2 separate regions of the Mus musculus genome follow, and region 1 is linked to region 2. The links are chromatin contacts, called in public Hi-C maps. All regions are on one chromosome and are shown on one strand. The core of a region is the stretch at or near the end of the contact, and the rest is flanking DNA. Distances in the headings are between cores, read along the strand shown.

Region 1 (3,665 bases), core at 381-2,880, 92 kb after region 2:
GGACGCTGGCTCAGCAAGAAGAGCTGTTCCTGCCTTTCCCCACTGCCCCCTCCCACCTCCATCCTCATCTTCTGTCCCTTCCACATCCCGGCTGGTACCAGTGAACTTAAATTAGGGAACAGCCAGGGCAAGCGGGTGACAGACACACTGTCCAAGTCTTTCAGTCAGGTGGTAGGGATGAGGATGCCCAGGGTCCACAGCCCCCTGCTCCTCCCAACCTTTCCCTGCTCGGGCTCAGACCTGCTGGGAAGGAAGAGTCGGCAGCCCATTCTTCTGCTTCTCCTGCTGGCCTGGCCTGAAGAGACACAGGCTGCAGATAACCTGGCAATCTCTTGGCTTCTCACGGAGCTGAACAGGCTGTGGAGCAGCCTCGGTGAGTGAGAGGTGCTATGGAGTGGAGAGGTGTGGATTGTGCCTGGGGAGGCCACAGGGACATACAAATCAGGGCCCAGAGCCCATCTCACAAGGCAGTTGAGCCTGAGATATCTGGAACACAGAAAGCCCAGCCTGGAAAACACATGGTGTGGGACAGAAACCAGCAGACTCCAGACCCCGAAACCTCAGCGGTTACTACGGCATCTTAGACAGAGTACCTTCCCTGCCTCCCGCCCTCATCTGCAAAGAAGAGAAATTCTGAGATTATTGTGAAGACCAAAGGAAAGAATGAAAACCCGGTCCCTTGGGCAGCTGAGAGGAACCTCCAAGAAGAGATGGAATTGGGGATTAGGGGGAGTTTGGGTGAGCCGGAAGTTGTCTCTGTACACTGGCTTTCTGTTCCCATGAAGCCCGGGTCCTCCTCACTCTCCTGGGTCCTGAGTCCACAGCCTGGACACCTAGCCCTCACAGGCAGCATGCCCACTCTCTGTCCCCACCCTGGAGTGGCCACTTTCCAGCTGTGTTACTTTCCACCTCTAGGCCTCAGTTTCCAGCACAGGAAAGCCACCCCTGTCTCCTGAGTCACCATGAAGATGAAAACTTAGAGGAAGGACTCACCCTGTCACTAAGTCTCAGGCTGGCTAACTCAATGTGGTTTAGACCACCCAGGGTATGACCAGTAGTGCCTAAGACAGCTAGGGTCCAGTCTCATTTTTACAACTGCCAAGACCCCAGGAGGCAGTGTTACATACATAGATGCCCGGCTGTAACCCCGCCCCTGCCCAGATGAGAGGGCCCTGAAGCTGACAGCTGTCCAGCCTGCAGGGCAAGCTGTGCGGTCGGTCACCGACTTCTGCTCACTGCAATTTGCTTCAGCTTGGAGCTGGAGTCCCCAGACATCACCTCAGGGTGCCGGTTGCCTGTCTCATTACACTTATGGCGGAGAAAAGGATGAGGGAGCTGTGGTGACTGACAGAAGTCACCACTGACAAAGCCCGTGAGCCACGGGGCCCACGCTCCCGATCCCACCTTTCCCACCTGTCCAGGGCTCTGGATAATGCAATCTGGTTGCTGTGCGTCCATCAGACAGAAACCTCTCCCCACCCCCAAACCCAAGCCCCAAAGGACATGAACAGAGCTAAGGGACAACAGGCCACTATGTTCTCAGCACAGGAAACGGAGGCCTTGAGCCTTAAAGTGGCAGATGGGGAGGAAATTATCTCTTGGTAAAGAAGGAAAAGAACATAAATTGCTGCTTCAGATGAGTCACCAAAGCGCCTCAGGCTAAGAAAGGAAGGCGCCACCATGCCAGACTGCAGGCCTCCCGGGGCAGGGCCCGGACAGGTGACCTTTCCTTTCAACTATCTCTTCCTCTTAACTCCGTGACTCCCTGTGCCCAGCAAACTGAAGACAGACAGCAAGATGCCAGCACGGGCGTGCTGGAACTCGGGCCTTTTCAAGTTTACTTCTGAGAGCATTTTCAAATGAATCTCTGCAATTAAGCTCGGCCTACTGAGGGCACGGCACTCGGAGCACGCAACAGAGGGTGGAGACCACCGGAAGGAATCGCTCAGGCTGAGGCGTCCAGCGTCGCTAACGCAAAAGCTGACCACTTCACGTTGAAGCCAGGAGCACAGCTAACACTTCAAGGCATTACTAAGGGGGTAGCCTGAGGCAGGGGACCAAGGGACCTGCAGACAGATGACAGAATGGCATCTTTCAGGCAATGTAGCTCACAGGTAGAGTGCTTCCTTTATTAAAACGATATCTTCTAAAAAGACTTGACTTGGTCATTGTATCTATTATGTCCAATTATATATTATCTGTGTCAGGTGATGATACCATACCCCATACATTCTGGAAATAGTACGTGTCAATAAACATTCTTCCTAAAGCTGGCATGTGAAAGGCTTGCCACGCAAGCACGGAGGTCTGAGTTTCATTCCCAGAAGCCATGGAAAACACCAGCTGTGCTGGAGAGTGGAGACAGGTCTGTCCCCGAGACCCACCTGCTGACCAGCCTGACCTAACCGGTGGATCCCAAACCGACAGAGACGCTTCCTCAGGGGGAAAACTAAGTGTCCATCAAGCTGACCTGATGCCCACATACGTGTACACACACGTGTACCTGCACACAGACATACAAATGATTTCTTCTTTAAAGGCTTGTATTTATTTTTCTTTTATGCGCATGAGTGTTTTGTCTCCCCGTGTGTACTCGCTCCATACGCATGCAGAGGTCAGAAGAGTGTGTCGGATCCCCCGGGATAAGAGTTACGGACTTGTGAGTGGCCATGTAGTTCCTGAGAGTCAAACCTGGATCCTCCACGACAGAAGCACGTACTCTACACCACTGAGCCATCGCTCGAGTCCCACAAATACTTCCGTAAGGAAATAAGGAAGAGACACGATGACTCCGCTCCAACATCTGTCTCGGTGTCAGAACGCCACTTCTGTGGTCTCCAAAGAGGCAGCCGCTGCAGAGGATACCCCACTGACAGTTTGGACTCTGTCCCGTCTGCAGCCCCGGGGACACCACCCTACACTGTCACGCTCAAGGACAAGATTTCCCTTCCTCCTGAAATCAAACCATCACCCAAGAGAAACAGAGGTTCGGAGGCAAAGTCACATTTCTTCATACTTTCCCCCCATTAACCCGAGAATGCGTCCCCCGGGAAAACTGGCATTTTCTGCAGAGTTTAAAGAAAAATTAAGATTCCTTCCAATAGACTTGGAAGTTATTCCTCCTGATTGGAGGCTGAGAAGGCAGCAGGCGAGAGACCAGAGCAGAGCCACACAGGAAAGAGGCTGTCTTCTAAGCAGCTGCGCTAGCCCATACACACCATCGATCACCTCCTATCCCCAGGGCCCAAGCAAAGAACCAGACAACAGGATTCCATCTGTATTTGTCAACTCTGCTTGCTCCCTGGAAGCCGAGAAAAGAGATTAAACCACAAGTGTCCGAGGCTCCCTGTGACTAAACCAGTCATTCGGAGTCACGAAAGCGCCCGAGGTTAGCAACCACAGAGGTGGGCAAGGAAGGAAACCATTGGCCACAGCCCGCCCAGGCCTTTGAGAACAGTGGTTGACATCAGGTTTCCAACCTAAGTTCTACGGGCGGAAGCCCGGATGGAAGCCCGGACGGAAGCCCAGGCAGAACCCCAGACGGAACCCCTAACCCTAACCCCAGACAGAACCCTGTCCCAGATGGGACTTACATGAGACAGAGAGTTGGACAGTGAAGGGTGGTACCCAGAACTAGAGTCACCCAGTTCCTTCGCCCGGGGTCT
Region 2 (4,000 bases), core at 1-2,500:
CCCCTTCATCTGTCATTTCTGAGGTTGCAAATGATATAACACACACACACACACACACACACACACACACACACACACACACACACACACACACAGAGCCTGAAAGTGCAGTTCCTGCTGACTGACCACATGGCTGAGCCTTTGACACTCTCCCAGAGCCTGGCTCTTCCACAGTAAGCTCAGCAGGCTCTGCGGGCCTGGTCAACTCTCCGTCCAGTCCCACTCTATCTGTGGCTAGGACTTGGGGGAAGCCCCACAGGTGTTTGACAAAGTTGCAAGGTGTGAAGCCACACACCCATCATCTCAGCACTTGGGGTGTGGAGGCAGGAGGACTCAAAGCCAGCCTGGGCTACCTGAAGACCTTATCTCAAAAAGTCTTTAAACAGTAGGGCTGTGGTGGTGCATGCCTTTGATCCCAGCATTCAAGAGGCAGAGGCAGAGGCAGGAAGGCAGATCTTTGAGTTCAAGGCCAGCCTAATCTAAAGATGGAGTTCCAGAATAGCCTGGGCTAATTCTTTAAATTGAAAACGCCCAGGACTGATTCAAGGAAGTTAAAATATAGTGGTAAGTGATTTTTAGATCACTGCCTAGTTTGTCCCCACCTAAAATTTTATCTCAATCAAAGCTGGAGGTGGGAACCAGATCAAAGGGGTGGGGGGAGCTCCCCGGGCCCTTTCCTGCAGTCACTTCTGAATGATGGCCTTAAGTGGGACATTCCTGCAAGTCTGGATAATGGAGGAGGGTGCAGGGCTGCTGAGAGAGATGGATGCTAAGGCGGCTGGGAAGAGTTGGGCACACATGTAGGTAGGTAGGTGCTGGCATGTCCAGGCTGGTGAATCCAGAGCTGGTGCCCGACCCCGGCTCTCAGCCGGAGCCTGCTAGGATTCAGGAAGCCCGAATGGGAACCCACGGGAGGAGAAGCCACAGGGCCAGTACTTACGCTGCACCCAGTTTCCACTCGTGGGGCTGAGGAAGTTGGGGTAGAGACCGAAGGGTTTGTCAATCTCCCTGAGGACCTTGCGGATATGTTTGACCTGTGAGAGACACCAGGCGCAGTCACTTTCCTGAAGAAGTCATCGATTCTCCACCCACGAGGATAACACACATAGTTTTCAGATGCATATGGGGGTTAAAGCTTTCTGGTTGTGGGGGAGACAGTGAAAAGAGCCCCAGGTTCTGTGCCTGCACACAGAGCATGGTGGGATGGAGCCAAGTGCAGCCTGACTCACCATCCCTTTGCTGACTGCTCTGCCTGCAACAGCCCTATCCTGGGCTGGCTACCTGCCAGTACCTCCCCTGCAGACCACTCTGGGGGAGGAGTTTCAGATGAGTGGCGGTAGCTATCTTGTTAGCTACATTTCCTTCTTTTAAAGACAGGGTCTCATGTAGCTCAAGTTGACCTTGACCTCTTAATCTTCCGCCTCCACCCTGAGTGTTGGGGTCATAGACGTGTATGACCACGTCCTACTTATGACTGCTCTGGATCAAACCCAGGGCTTCGCGTATGCTAGGCAAACACCACTGATGGAGCCCCAGCCCAGCCCATGTAAGTTAGCAGAGAGCTGGGGCACGAACCAGGTCGTTCCGAGTCCTTGGACTCTCTGTATTCCTTGTCCTGCATGGAACAGCCCTTGAGTCCAATACAGACGCAGAGAGCTAGGCAAGCACACGGCAGAGGCTGGGCTTGCAGCCTCCAGGATTGCACGTGGCCGGAGGTGCAATGGAGAACTTTTCCCTGATGTCCACTAGAACTGGACTCTCTGGGAGAGCCACACTGCCCCCCGCCCACCCCACAGATAAACTGGCACAAAGGGGCAGCTGAGAGGTTGAGCCCTCAGCGTCATCGTCAGTCTTCCTTTACCTCAGAGGCGCTTGGCTTTGCCTCATTGGACCTCGGGTCCCTTTAAGGCAGCATAGACCAGGAGAGGGACAGGAAGATTCTCTGTGCCAATCGTCTTATGCTCCCCTGTCCTGGTGGGACCCAGGGAAGCAGGCTATATTAGCTCTCCAGGAGGGGGCAGGGTGCTGTAAAACTTTGACTGCTAATAATCGCCTCTGCGGGAGGCGTGACTAGGGGGGGACGAAAATAGCTGAAGTATGCAAATGGAGAGCGATGGAGGGACTGGGAGTCTGGAGCTGCAGCCTGTAGCCAGCTGTGGGCCAGGGAAGAGAGAGGCTGAAGAGTTCCCGGCCCGGTTCTCAGTTTTATCACTCACAAGCTGGCTGCCCCGGGGCAGGTGATTCAGCCTCTCTGGATCTCATTCCACCCTCAGTTAGATTGGGTTGGCAGAAAACACCCCTCCCCCCACCACTGCCATCCCCCTCCCCCACCGCTGCCACCCCCCTTCCCTCGCTGGGGCTTAAGATAAAACCTGCCCAGCACATGGTACGGGCCAGTGTGCACTCTTGGGGAACCTTTTCCTGAGCTGGCCAGGGCGTCCCAGGGAAGTCCATCTGGCGGGTAGTGTGAACAGAAAGCCAGAGCTGGCTTAGGGTCAGAGAGCATGGCATTGGGCAGTGTGGTTAGACTCATCTGAGTGGCCATACCCTGGATAGGTAAGGGTAGGGGCAAGAGGCAGGTCAGAGGCACCAATCAAGGGGGCAGGAAGCTTGTCCTGATGTCTCTGTCCTGATGGATTCCCACACAGAGGACACAGTGGCCCCAAATCTAGTATTAAGGAACACTGGGCATCATATGAATGTGCAGACTCCAGGGCCTGGGGCAAGCAAAGGCTTCCTTCCAGCTGCTTGGCGTGGTGGTGGATATGCTCGGAGAACAGCTGGTGGCCCAAGACAGTGTGTGGCCATTTCAGAGGGACAGTGGGACCCCAAAGGTTGTTCTTAGAGGGGTCTGGAAGGGGCTTATGTGTACACTGACTTCTTTTGGATTCAGGATTAAATCTGAATCCAGATGTTCGCTTGTGGATTGCCCAGGACTGTAGCCCCTTCTGGAGAGCATCCCAGGGACAGGTACGGGCAATCATCAGGACGCACTTCCCAGCACCCATGTAGCCTTGGGCAGCCAAGAACAGTGTCGAGGAAGCCGCTCTGCCAGCCTGCTGCCAGCTCGAGCCAGACAGCACCTGGGAGGAAAAGGCGGGGAGATCTCACATTGAGAAAAGCTAAATGTCCCTGGAAAGGGACTCGCACACCACCGCCTGTTCCTGCCAGGATGCGGAGCCTGGCTCTCAGTCACAGTCTCCAGATTTCACAGGCTCACAGATCTGCCACCAGCCCGTGCACCAGCACAAGCCTCGCTGGCAGAGTTCTGGTGGCTTCTGTTTCCCTCCCTGCCACCTGGTGTTGGGCACAGTTGGTTCTCCCACTAGTTACTGCTTCAAGAGTGGTGGCTGGGGTCTGCAAACCTCAACTGCAGACACTTGCCCTCTATCCCTTGGAGTGTGTGTGTGGGGGGGAGAACTCACCTTTTCTGCAAAGACTGGATTGCCAGAGAGTTCAGTGAGATGCAGGAATTCCAAGTGCAGGGACCCAAACTCGGCCAGGATGCTGCTGCTGCCTGCCGTGGCCCAGCCCCAGCTACCGCTGAAAAGACATCAGCTCTGTCACCCTGCTGGCTCCTTGGCTGAGAGCGGCAGCAGCTGTGGTACAGGGTGGTGCCTGCTGTGTGCCAGGCACCTCGGCTAATCCTCCTGGGCCCCACCATATGGATGGCACCGAAGCTGGTGAGGGGTGGGACCTGGTGAAGGTGGTCTGAGCCCATGCCACAGTCTTTGTTCCTCCCAAGCAGTCTCTATAGTGTTTGGGGTGTTGTGTCTGTGGTGAAATTTGCAGGTGACATTGATGGTGTCGTTGAGAAGCCCCAAAGCCCCACAGGACACTCAATGATCATTTTTAGAGACACCCCGAAACACACACAGACTTTTGCCTGCCCTTTAATCTAGGGTCCTATAAGCCCCAGACTGGACTGCTGGACCCAAGGAAGCTGGGAGTGAGGAGTGAAAGAAGTAGGGCCCTCATAGCCAAGGCTAGCCTCTCATGA

Evidence for each region. Hi-C and Micro-C count contacts between places; a contact is called where the count stands out from the background.
Region 1: a Hi-C map of the N1E-115 cell line shows a contact between it and region 2, with 2.5 times the contacts expected there. The contact joins two enhancer-like sites. A contact is called at or near these places in 9 of 484 Hi-C or Micro-C datasets (the AML12 cell line, the HPC-7 cell line, the N1E-115 cell line and 5 more), 8 of 115 datasets of contacts at active chromatin or transcription factors (the HPC-7 cell line, bone marrow-derived macrophages, embryonic basal ganglia and 5 more) and 1 of 9 other capture datasets (embryonic stem cells).

What each region holds. Positions count from the first base shown.
Region 1 is chr4:134,668,526-134,672,190 of GRCm38.p6, forward strand. The region is part of intron 1 of Man1c1 (mannosidase, alpha, class 1C, member 1); the gene reads right to left. Among named protein-coding and RNA genes, the nearest start is that of Man1c1, 34 kb to the right of the region's middle. Within about 2 kb of position 1,631, at least 26 of the 459 cell types and tissues checked have an H3K27ac peak or open chromatin away from gene starts, as enhancers often do. A contact at or near this core is called in the N1E-115 cell line, where this site is marked.
Region 2 is chr4:134,577,346-134,581,345 of GRCm38.p6, forward strand. Man1c1 (mannosidase, alpha, class 1C, member 1) reads right to left here. Exons shown (of 12, transcript NM_207237.3): 6 at 3,426-3,543; 7 at 941-1,034. Among named protein-coding and RNA genes, the nearest start is that of Mir6403, 11 kb to the left of the region's middle. Within about 2 kb of position 1,251, at least 43 of the 459 cell types and tissues checked have an H3K27ac peak or open chromatin away from gene starts, as enhancers often do. A contact at or near this core is called in the N1E-115 cell line, where this site is marked.